Linked DNA regions of Mus musculus: region 2 is linked to region 1. Evidence: chromatin contacts called from public Hi-C data. All regions are on one chromosome and are shown on one strand. Each heading gives the region's core, a stretch centred on a gene start, on an enhancer-like site or on the middle of the called end of the contact. The rest is flanking DNA. Distances are from core to core; before and after follow the strand shown. Region 1 has its middle 39 kb from the start of 4930449C09Rik. Region 2 holds the start of 4930449C09Rik (RIKEN cDNA 4930449C09 gene).

Region 1 (6,221 bases), core at 1,628-4,127:
TGGCAAGTCTGAGAGCAGTTACTGTGATTAGCTTTAACTTTGGTAGGAAGACCCAGGTAGCTTCATGGCTGAGGCCCTGGACTCCATAAAAAGGAAGCATGATGGGCCCCAGTCTCCCTCACTCTCTGCTTCTTCACTGAGAATGCAATGGTACCTGCTGCTTTGATCTCCTGCTCTGTGACCTTCCTGCCACGACAGACTATAACTGTGAGTCAAACCAAGACATTTCTTCTTTAACTTGCTCTTCTCAAGGCATTTTATCACAGTCGCAGCTGTTACTTAGTACAGTTACTAAGACAGGCCCACCACGGTGGCACCCGAATGCAGAGGGTTAGTAGACTTTGCGTGCAGATCTTCTGTGACTCCTGTTCTGACATATTCTGCTTCTAAGCTTGGCTCTCCAGTTCCCAACCTTCTGTCTAATGTATAAAGCACTTAAGTATCACACCAATACATCCTTCTTCCTACTCCTCCATTCACGACTTTTCCTCTCCTCCGACCTTTTCTTCCACTTCAAGTTTTTTGCTTAAGTCTGTCAGTATAGACTTCTGTTTCTGTAACCAGAGAACCTCAGCAGAAGCAGATGAATGAAAACAAAAGGCTTTGCCTGAGAGATCAGAAAACTGGTCTATTGGTCACTTGCCCTGGATCATATAGCTAGTTAGTGGCAGAATAAATACCCAAATTTCTCTCTTTCAGACTCAGTTCTCTCACTCGTAAAATGAGGGCAATACCAGCACTTATGCTGTGGGTTGTTGAGGTGGGTCTATTGAACAACGCAATATAGTGTCTTGCTAGCGAGAAATAGATGCTAGTAAGCCCTTCTTTTTATTATGTTCTGTTATTATGTCTATGACACCTACTATGTATTTAGGAATATTGCTTTAAATTGCTTATGATTTCCAACACAGAGAATACTGTAATTGTATCAGCTGAGTTTTTCTGTAGTCAAGAAAGTTTTATTTAGATGTCCAGTGTGCCTCATCCAAAGTTATCAGGGAGGGTCCTCTTGGCTGGGTAGTGGATACGTTTATTCTCTTTTCCTTATGAAAAAAAAAGTCATTAAGAAGAATGTTATTTTCTTTCTTTCTTTTTTTCTAACCAGTGAAAAAGACATCAAAGTGCAGTGTTTGACAAGAGGGCCTGTTGGTTCCATTCAGGGGCACATTATGAATTGTTCATTTTTGACGGGGGGGGGGGGGGAACAATTCATTACATTTTGTTTATGTGGCACCTCCTGAGGGGCTGTTTCTAAGTGGTTTACAAAAGTCTTGTTCTCATTGGGACACACTTGTCCTCTAGGGTTCCCAGGGATGGAAGATCTTGTGTGCAAATAAAATAAACTCAGCCTGAAGGCCAGTAATTTAGATTAATAAAGAGCTATGTTTATATAACTGTGTTAACAGAATTCTACATGGCAAGTCAAATCCAATTTTCTCAGGCTATACAACCATTTCTAAACAGGACTTGGCCAAGAATGTCTAGTTTGTGAGTGCACAAAACAAGGAGCAAAGATTTTTCATAGTCTTTAGGCCCCTGAGATTCTATTTTTGTGGCTCTAGTTTCTCAGGAGATCATGGTACAACTGAAGCAGCTTGAGTAAGGCGATTCTGTATGTGTAAGAATCTATTCATGTCCCTGGACACATCTGTGCTGGTTAATTTTATGTTAGCTTGATATAAGCTACAGTCATTTGGGATCCTCCATTGAAAAAAATAAATGCCCCTAGTAGATTGGCTTGTGGTAGATTTTCTTGATTGGTGATTGACATGGGAGGGCCCAGTGCCCTGCCCCCATACCCCATTACTATACAAGAAAGCAGGCTGAGCTTGCCCTGGGAAGCAAGCCAGTTCTCCTTTAAGCTTCTGCTTCAGTCTCTGCCTCCAGGCTCCTGCCCTGATTTTCCTCAGCTTTAAACTCTAACGTGGATCTGTAAATGAAATGAGCAAGCCCTTTCCTCCCTATGTTGTTTTTGTTCATGGTGTTTTATCATAAAAATAGAAAACCTAGCTAAGACAATGCCCTTCATCCTCCTGTCTTCCCATCATCCATCCATTCATGCATCCATTAAAAGACATCTCCTGGCCAGCATGGGACTGACCTAGGCCCTCTGCATATATGGTAAGATTGTATAGCTTCATCTTCTTGTGGGACACCTAACAGTGGGAGCAGGGGCTGTCTCTGATTCTTTTGCCTGCTTTTGGGACCCTTTCCTTCTTACTGGTTGCTTTGTTCAGCCTTGACGGAAAACTGTGGTTGGGATGTAAAAAAATAACAACAACATCTCCTGGCACATGACAACACTAGAATTCTAGCTCTTTTGTTTCTGACTTCTCCAGTAAGAGAACCAAGTAAGAAGGGGGAAAACAAAAACAAAAACAAAAACAAAAAATCCAACAACCCAGAAGTTCAGAGATGCCTATGTTGAAAATGCCCCGGAGCTTTTATGTTCATACTCCCAATAAACATGCAAGATGAATGCCATTTGATTCTGTCCTCTTTTTGTTGTAAAAGCACAGAGGTCTGGAACAGCTGTATCTTTGCACAGCTGTACAACTTGCTCAAAGGAACAGAAATGCACATCTATGGGCTATGTAGTATGCACTAGGTATGGCCTTCATGTTCACAATCTTACTGCACTGGGCACAACACTGAACAGAAATTTGTGTGTTTACATGTGTGTGTTTATGTGTGTGTGTGTGTGTGTGTGTGTGTGTGTGTGTGTGTGTGTGTGTGTATTTGATACAAATAAATGAGAAACAAGGGTACTGAGAAGTTATGGACTTGTTTACGTCATGGGTAGGAAGTGAAGCCTCTGGTCTTCCTATGGCCTCATGCTGTCTCCCCAGAGAACACACAGGGTCAAAGCTGTCACCTACTGCTAACCCTGACTCAGTGAGAGGCATCCTGGCTTTCTTCCCCTTTTCTTTCAAAGTTTCAATGAGAAGGGTCAGAAAGGAAAACCACAGCAGCAACATAAATAGCAGAGGAAGGACGAGGGTCGGAGAAGGGTCTTGGGAGTAAATGGTGGTTTGAAGATAACGTTTTGGACCAGGGCTGGGAACCTGGAAAACACAGACCTCCAAAAGACCGCCTTTTTCCGTTGACATTTCTGGAATGGTTGTGGGCCAGCTTTTCTTTCTTCTCTCAGCCCTGTCTCAGCAATGGCAGAGTCTTGTCATCTTTTGAGAGCTCTTCATGGACTCTCTGGGAGACGGTTCTCTGTCTGTTGGCCCTGACGCTTGTTCTCATTATTTCCAGCCCTTTCTGGATACACACTGCACTTGTGTGTGACCACCATCTTATTATAAGTGATCCCAGATCTAGACCTCCAGCCCATGTCTGCCCTGGCACACCATCTGTCTCACTCATGAAGGTGCCCAGTACCACTATCTCCAGGGAAGCCCCTCTCCTCCCACATTCCTAACTTCAGATAACAGAGACACTCCAAACAAGGTGTCTTTTTCTTCTTCTTCTTCTCCTTATTTACATTTCATACGTTTTCCCCTTTCCAGGACTCCCCTTCAGAAACCCCCTATCCTATCCCTTCTCCCCACTCACCAAAGCAGTTGATTGTCTTATCTCATGGTCTCTTGTTTCTGAGTGCCTGAGTACCTAATTAGTCTACGTGCTGGTTTAAAAGCAGAAAAATGAGGTATTAACCCTCATCTGCCTCCCAGCCCACAATATTATGTTGTGTGTGTTTGTGAGTTAGGCATCAGGCATTGAAGAGAATGCTCCCCCCCAATTTTTCTAATTGGATATTTTATTTATTTACATTTCTTTTTTTTAATTAGGTATTTTCCTCATTTACATTTCCAATGCTATCCCAAAAGCCCCCCATACCCTCCACCCCACTCCCCTACCTACCCATTCCCACTTTTTGTCCCTGGCATTCCCCTGTACTGGAGCATATAAAGTTTGCAAGTCCAATGGGCCTCTCTTTCCAGTGATGGCCTACTAGGCCATCTTTTGATATATATGCAGCTAGAGTCAAGAGCTCTGGGGTACTGGTTAGTTCATAATGTTGTTCCACCTATAGGGTTGCAGATCCCTTTAGCTCCTTGGGTATTTTCTCTAGCTCCTCCATTGGGGACCCTGTGATCCATCCAATAGCTAACTGTGAGCATCCACTTCTGTGTTTGCTAGGCCCCGGTGTAGTCTCACTAGAGACAGCTATATCAGGGTCCTTTCAGCAAAATCTTACTAGTGTATGCAATGGTGTCAGCGTTTGGAGGCTGATTATGGGATGGATCCCTGGATATGGCAGTCTCTAGATGGTCCATACATTTGTCTCAGCTCCAAACTTCGTCTCTGTAACTTATTTACATTTCAAATGTTATCCCCTTTCCCTGTTTCTGCTCTGGAAACTTCCTATCCCATCCGTTCTCCCCTTGCTTCTATGAGGGTGCTCACCCACCTTCCCACCCACTTCTACTTCCCTGCCCTGCCAATCCCCTACTCTGGGGCATGGAGACTTCCCAGGACCAAGGGTCTCTCCTCCCATTGATGTCTGACAAGGCCATCCTCTGCTACATATGCAGCTGGAGCCATGGGTCCCTCCATGTGTACTCTTTGCTTGGTGGTTTAGTTCCTGGGAGCTCTGGGGGTCTGGTTGGTTGATACTGTTGTTCTTCCTATGGTTGAAAACCCCTTCAGTTCCTTCAGTCCTTTCTCTAACTCCTCCATTGGAGACCCCATGCTTAGTCCAATGGTTGGCTGCAAGCATCCACCTCTGTATTTGCCAGGCTCCAAAGAGCCTCTCAGAAGACAGCTAAATCAGGCTCCTGTTAGCAAGTACTTCTTGGCATTGGCAATAGTGTCTGGGTTTAGTGTCTGTCGATGGGATGGAGCCCCAGGTGGGGCAGTCAAAGAGAATGCTCTAATACTGTGGAATTGGTGTTCTGATAGAGGTGGAGTTGGGGTACTTGGAAGAAGTGTGAGTGGTGATTGGCATGCTTCCCAGAGGAGACAGATCAATCACTTTCTCCCATATTCCCTTAAACCCTATCTTCTGATGACCTCTTCTTTGTGCTCGGGGGACTCTCGCCACCCTCTACTCCATGTGAATTTTATCATCTCTTATGTCCTCCCATTTCAATTCAAATACTTCTTTGAAACCTATCCCACTGGCTTCAGGAAAAAACATTTGCCCGGGCATGTTTCTACTTACAAAATGCTGATTTTTCAACCATAGCTTAGCATCTCTTTGCCTACTGATGGTGGTGGAGAAAGCAGTTACTGGCATGGGTTGGTTCGTGGTGGAAGAACTTATAGTAACAGCTTGTCCTATGCCACTGACTGGGATGCTAAGACCTCAGGCGGAAACCAGGTTTGGGCTATAACTCTAAAGGCCTGCCTTCTACAGTCTACATCTATTAGCTAGGGCCTATATTCTAAAGGCTTCATCACCTCTCCAGACCAGTGAAGGCCCAAGTAATGACGGTATCTTACATTCAAATAGCACAGCAATTCTCAACCTATGGGTTACAACCCCCACAGGGGTCACATATCAGACAACCTACATATTAGATATTTACATTACAGTTCATAACATTAGCAAAATTACTGTTGTGAAGTAGCAATGAAAATGGTTGGGGTGGGGGTCACCACAACATAAGGACATGAGGAACTGTATTAAAAGGTCACAGCATTAGGAAGGTTGAGAACCACTGTGTTAACACGACTCATGCCTGGTGCACTTCCAATGAACCATATACAATGCTATTCTGTGCTGTTGTACATTTATGCTATTTTTACTGTTGACATAAAGATGGAGGGTCTATAGCCAAGAGGTTATCAAAGCCACCTAAGATGATGTGTGGATAGCTGGAGTTTGGAAAGGGCTTCATCCTTCATCGAATGCCCCAGTGTTTTCGGGACACTGTTCATTTTCATGTTTGTTAAAAGCTGAAACATGTATCCGGGTAAAGATCCAAACATTACATCATCTAAAATCACCCAGTGACATTTCATTCCAAATCTTCAGAACCCTTTGACTGTCCTAGTAAAGGGAATCTCAAGCCTACTAAACACAAGTGTGCTGTTCTATATTTTTGCATGTTTACAGAAACAGATTCCTGAGGAACAAGGCCGAGCCTTCAGCTGTCTCTGATAGGACAGTGTGTTGGTTTGGATGACACTAATCCGTTAGTGTCCAGGGGCTGTCAGCTCCCCCACAGGCTCTATCTGTCTGTAGCCACCATCAATAAAACCCTTTA
Region 2 (6,221 bases), core at 2,134-4,633, 39 kb before region 1:
ATACCCCAGGCTGTGCACATAGAAGGAGATCTACTGGCCTCCGGAGCTCAGCTACTCTTTTTCTCGAGGTTCGGGCTCAGTTCTCACCCGTTTTAGGTGTTTGATGTACAGATGAACGAGCAAGGAGTGGAAGGGGATGGAGGAGAGGGATTCAAGAGCAAAAGAGACACCTGGACCATCTTTAGGGCAAAACCCATGTCTGAGAGGGAGAGATGCAGTTTAAAAAAGACATCCGTGGCATTAATTATTTCATGTTTGAAACAAACCATTTGAGTTTGATAGATCTGAAACTGTCAGTTTTATGAGTTGGATTAAGACAGTCAAAACTTGGGGTAGATGTGAAGGACTTGTGTTTAGGGTAACCATGTTGCAAGGTGGTGACTAGAACTCAAACCAAGTCACTGGAAACCTTCATGTCTTCTGACTGACTAAAGCCTGCCAGCAGATATGTCCTGCATTCATGTCCTTGCTTGTGCCTGGCCGAGTTACAAACACGAGAAATCATCTCTACTTCCTCTGAATCAGGCACTTAACCATAACACCAAACCGTTGGAATGCAGAGCTGAAACAGAGCAGTATCCTTACACATGGCTTTGTATATCCTGGGAGCTGCTAAATTACTTTAAAAATAATTCTTCCCAACTGCCCGTTTGTAGGAGATGTTGCTTTAACCCAATTTGCAGAGGAAGCACTGGACTCACAGAGAAGGGGAGGGGTCATGGAAAATGTACGTTAATGTACGCCAGGTTGCACAGCCAGGAGTCAAACCCACATTCCAGGGCAGACTCCTGTGTTCTTTCTCTTTTTGAAAAATTTATTGAAATTCTAGCACTCCGGAGGCAGAGGCAGGCAGAGGCAGGTGACTCTCTGTGAGTTCAAGATCATTCTAATTTACAAAGAGTTTCAGGCCTTCCAGAACTGCACAGTGAGACCTGGACTGGAAAACAAATTATGAAATAACAAAAATAAAAATTTATTGTAATATACTTTGTAACTTCTGTAACTCACTCATTTATAACACACAATTGAGTGGTTTTTAGTGTACTTGACAGAGATGTTCAAACATCACAATTAATTTGAGAATGGTTTTCATCCCTCCAAAAATAAGACTATACTCATTAGCAGTTAGGCAGGTTAAAAAGTTAACCTTTTTTTTTTTTTTTAAAGAAAAGGTTAGGAATAGAGAGTCCTTTCTTACCACATGACCAAGAGCAGGCTAGCTTTTCCCCCTTTTAAATGTTCTTAGTAAATTTATTTAAATAATTCTGGTAACAATGTATTTTATAGGTTTGTAAGACTAAATGAGTTATCTCAAATAAATATATATATAAATAATATATCATAAACTTTCCCTTCTGTTAAAAATAGATTTTTTTCTCATGTAATATATCCTGAATATGGTTTCTCCCCCCTCTACTCCTCCCAGTTCCTCTTTACTTCCCCTTCTATTTGGATCCACCCCCTTTCTGTCTCTCATTACAAAATGAACAGGTTTCAAAGGACTAATAAAACAAAGATAATTAAGATAATCAGAGAAGGACTAAATGAACAAATAAAATAGCCCAAGTAAAGGTACAAGGGACATACATGCAAAGACCCACTTGTTGGCACACTCAGAAATCCCATAAAACACTAAACTGGTTTAATGTACACACACACACACACACACACACACACACACACACACACACACACAATTTATATATATCTGAAATACCTATCCATCATCTATTTTTCTATGACCTATAGGGTTAAAAAGTGATGAAAACTATAAATTAAATAAGATTAGAAAAAATAAGATAAAATAAAAACAATTCCCTGACATGGCATTATGAGACTAGGACCTTCAAAGACACCACTGAATTCATTGTTTATTTACTGCTGGGCATGCGACCTACTCTTAGGAGTAGCTTGCTTCCCTTTGGAGAAAACTTATTTTTCATTTGTAACTGCCTACCAATTGGAGGTTGCTTCTGGGTCAGGATGAGGTGTTTGTTAGGATGTGGGATTTGTGCTTTAGCTCTAGGACTCCATCTAGGCCCTGTGCAGGCCCTGCGCATGCTGCCTCAGTCTCTGAGGTCATATGTGTGATCCTGTTGAAGGTCTTGATTTCTTAGTGTTTCTCATTCCCTCTGGCTCTTACATTCTTTCTGCCCCTCTTCTGCAGAAGTCCCTGAGCACTGAGGAGAGGGATTTGACAGAGATACCCTCTTTAGAGCTGAGTGTTCCAGAATCTCTCACTCCATATAATATCTGGCTTGGGTTTTTATATTTGTTCCCATCTAGTGCAGGAGGAAGCTTCTCCAATGTGGACTGAGCAACGTGCTGATCTATGGGTATGGCAGAATGTCAGTTGTAGCCATTTTATTGCTACTGCTTTCTCCTTCCCTTCCCTTCCCCTTCCCCTTTCCCTTCTTCCCTTTCCCCTTCTTCCCCTCCCTCCCTCCCTCCCTCCCTCCCTCCCTCCCTCCCTCCCTTCCTTCCTTCCTCTTAGAAAAGTGATGTTTGGTTTTACCTTAGGTCCCTGGCCTATCTAATCTCAGGTTCTTGGTCACCTAACCAGTGTCCAGTATGGGTTCTCTCTCATGGAGTGTATCAGGACCCATTATCTCTTCTAGGTATCTAGGTTGTTTCCAATTTCTGTTATTATGAATAGAGTAGCAATGAGCAGAGCTGATCAGTGTCTCTGGGATGGGATGAAGCATCCTTTGGGTATATCCCCAAGAATAATGGTATAGCTAGGTCTTGAAGTAAATTGATTCTCATCGTCTTGAGGAACAGCCATGCTGATTTCCATAGTGACTCTACAAGTTTTCACCGATGGATCAGTGTTTCCCTTACCCCACATCCTTGCCAGCATAGCTGACATTTGTCTCCTTGATCTTAGACATCCTGATGGGTGCAAGATGAATTCTTCAAGCCGTTTTGATTTGCATTTTTGGGATGACTAAGGATGTGGACCATTTCTTTAAGTCCTCCTCAGCTGTTTGAGCTCCCTCTTTTGAGAATGCTTTGTTTCGATCTGTACCCTTGATATTTTCCATGTTAGTGGATGATGCATTATTTCTGCTTTGCCAGAGTTGTTCTGAGTTCAGGATAATGGTACATAGGTTATTACAAAGAAGAGATAATGGGTCCTGACAGAGCATGAACCTTGGGAGGAACGTGCATAGAGTAATGCAGAACTTTGAAGGGAGAGAGAGGGAGGAAATGAGGGAGGGAGAAGGAGAGAAAGAACAGGGAGAGAGGCGGGGGTTGTGTGGGACTTACGTTTTTTTTTCCTGTTTATAATAAAGTTGTGAAGTTTTGCATCAGTTACTTCTGAAAATTAAAGCAGTGTCTATAGAGCTCACGGTGGGGGTGGTGGTGGTGGTGGTGGTGGTGGTGGTGGTGGTGGTGGTGGAGGGGGCCGTTGGAGCCGGCGCGCGAGGGGAGGTTAGCAATCCAGGACCCCTTTCACTTCCTGGGGAACGCGGTAGGGATGCTTGGGCGAGAGCTGTAGGTCCAGTCTGGGACAAAGCAGGACAGGTTAAAACTTTCAAGGGCAGTCAGTGGTAAAGAAACTCAGTTGGCTTCACTTCTGTTCCCGGGCCAAGTCTCCGTGAGACACACAGTGTGTCATTGGTGAAGCTTGCCTAGAGTATGAGAGACTTGAGTTATGGGAACTTCTAAGCAGTGAAGCTGGGGCTTCACTGTGCCGCACAGCACAGGGCTGCTTCGGCTTGTTAAAGCTATGCTGTTTATGGCGATCCCTAACAGCTGGCTGCAAACCAGGGTCCTAGGAGAGTCATTTCGGGGAGAATTCCGAAGACCATATTGAAGGGGTGGTGAGAAAACTCCTATTTTTCTCCTTTTTCATGGCACCTTAGTAATAGCGGCCCCTCCCTGAGTGACTTCTGGGAGCCAGGTGGTCTGCTGTGGGTGTTTTCATTTAAATTTCTTCCTAAAGCCTGCCTGGCTTACACTCTTACCTCCTTATTAGGGACACCTGAAGAAGGAAGGATGTTTGCCTCAGGCTCAGGTAGCTTAGAGGCTGACACAGATGGAAAGCTAACCAGAAGGACTGCCTTAGCCTGTTTTGTCTGGAACTTTCTTGGGTTTAAGGCCAACCCCCCTCCCACCCCGGAGCTCCCGGGGACTGGACCACCAACCAAAGAGTACACATGGAGCCACCCATGGCGCTGGCCACCTATGTGGCAGAGGATGGCCTTGTTGGACATCAGTGGGAGGAGAGGCCCTTGGGTCTGAGGGTGTTAGGTGGCCCAGTGTAGGGAAATGCCAGGGCGGGAGGACAGGAGTGGGTGGGTGGGGGAGCGTCCTCATAGAGGCAGGGGCTAGGGGGATGGGATAGGAGATTTCCGAAGAGGAGACCTGGAAAGCGGAAAACATTTGAGATGTAAGTAAAGAAAATATCCACCCCCCCAAAAGTATCGCTTAGAATACCTCTCACAGATAAAGCAGTACTACTCTATGCTGACTGCTCAAAAATGTACATTTCAAGGATTCTAATACACTTTGGTAAGATTTTTTCAGGACCATGCCCCCCTCCCCCACCAAAGACTGGAGTTCCACATCTCTTTGGCCCTTCCTGAGGTGACAACATGTTGGAGCCCCCTCTGAGCTCCAGTCGGACATGACATGTTTCTCTCTCTTCCCGTCCTCAAATGTGTACTCCCTTTTACAGCTCAGAGTCTTCACCCAGCTGTTTCCCAGCTCCCTCAGTTGACTCCTTTCTCCTTAGTTGGTTTTGGTCTTGAAGCAGGCTTCTTACATGTTCGATGCTTCCCTCAGGCACAAAGACCACAGATGACTACACATAGATCTGGAGGCCCTGACTTCGTGTCTAGCTATGCCCCAGGGAAATTCTTTTACTTCCCTAGAGCCTTGGCTTCTTCCTCTGAGAGCAGGATATGTTGGCTATCCAACATTTAGCTTAATTTATGTGCAAGGTGTTAATTAACACAGGTTCTAACCCTGAAAGGGATGGCATGTTGTAGCCACTGTCTCTGTGGGGTGACTCCCTGTGTTCCCTGCTTCCTTTAGGAAAGATGGATGAGTTCCAGGACTGGGGGGGACCCTGGCTTAGTATGAGAGGTTTGGAGTCTGCTGGCCTGGCTACCTGTCGATTGTTAATGTTGGCTTCTTGACTTGTGTTTTTGCAGATTTAGAAACTGAGTTTTTTGGGCTCAGTGGTTAAGAGTGCTGTCTGCTCTTCAATAAGTCCCAAGTTCAGTTTCTAGCGTCCACATGGGGCATCTCACTCCTGCCACCAACTCCATTTCCAGGAGATCCAACAACCTCTTTTGGCCTTTGTAGGTACTTGTACATACATACATGCATGCATACATACATACATACATACACACACACAGTCACACACACAAATACAAATACATCATTTTAAACAATTGAGTTTGGTAGCAGCTGACACGTTTTTGTCTCGCCTGGCTTCACACTTGACAAGGGGTGTGGCATCATGTGTCTTCAGGTTGCCACCTATATTGAGCAGCTGGAAAACTGGGACATAGTATTGTTGGGAAGATTTTTGCAGTCCCGAATGAATCAATGAATGGGGCATAGTGCATGCTAATTAAATGACAGGGTCCTTAGAATTCCAAGCAGAATTGCTTTGTAACAACTTCTAACACAGTTAAGCCGACTTCTAAAGAACCACTGTCAACCTCTCCTACATGGCGCGGCTTGGGGAGAAGCACATAAATGACTGTAGTATATTATGTGGTTCTCATATCTTTCCGTCTCTAATTCTTCTCACTCCAGAGCATCTCCTTGCTTGGTTATTTCCAAATTAACCCTACTCTTATTCTGGATGTTACCACGGACACACCTATTTTACAAGTATAGAAATAGGTCATTTTCCGTGTCCAAACACATCCAGGTTGGCCTGTTCTCATTCTCTACATTGTTTCACCCCATAGCACGGCTAACCTCTCAGTCTCCTGTGATGTTATTTATTTATTTATTTATTTATTTATTTTTTCCTCCCAGGGCTCTTTCGAAGACAGACTGAAGATTCCCCACTGGTGCTTTTTGTTTGTTTGTTTGCTTGTTTTTTAATTTTTATTTATTTTATTTTATTTATTTATTTTTTTCCATTTTTTATTAGGTATTTAGCTCATTTACATTTCCAATGCTATCCCAAAAGTCCCCCATACCCACCCACCCCCACTCCCCTACCCACCCACTTCCCCTTTTTGGCCCTG

What was found. Hi-C and Micro-C count contacts between places; a contact is called where the count stands out from the background.
Region 2: a contact with region 1 is called in a Hi-C map of bone marrow-derived macrophages, with 1.8 times the contacts expected there. The contact joins the promoter of 4930449C09Rik here to the enhancer-like site in region 1. A contact is called at or near these places in 3 of 15 datasets of contacts at CTCF or cohesin (CD8 T cells, the G1E-ER4 cell line and the NIH/3T3 cell line), 12 of 484 Hi-C or Micro-C datasets (ECoMG myeloid progenitors, the G1E-ER4 cell line, LSK cells and 7 more), 3 of 115 datasets of contacts at active chromatin or transcription factors (the HPC-7 cell line, bone marrow-derived macrophages and embryonic stem cells) and 1 of 9 other capture datasets (embryonic stem cells).

What each region holds. Positions count from the first base shown.
Region 1 is chr15:63,675,802-63,682,022 of GRCm38.p6, reverse strand. No RefSeq gene overlaps it. Among named protein-coding and RNA genes, the nearest start is that of 4930449C09Rik, 39 kb to the left of the region's middle. Within about 2 kb of position 2,877, at least 29 of the 459 cell types and tissues checked have an H3K27ac peak or open chromatin away from gene starts, as enhancers often do. A contact at or near this core is called in the HPC-7 cell line, LSK cells, bone marrow-derived macrophages and 2 more, where this site is marked.
Region 2 is chr15:63,715,510-63,721,730 of GRCm38.p6, reverse strand. 4930449C09Rik (RIKEN cDNA 4930449C09 gene) reads right to left here and starts at 3,383. Exons shown (of 4, transcript NR_166778.1): 1 at 3,271-3,383.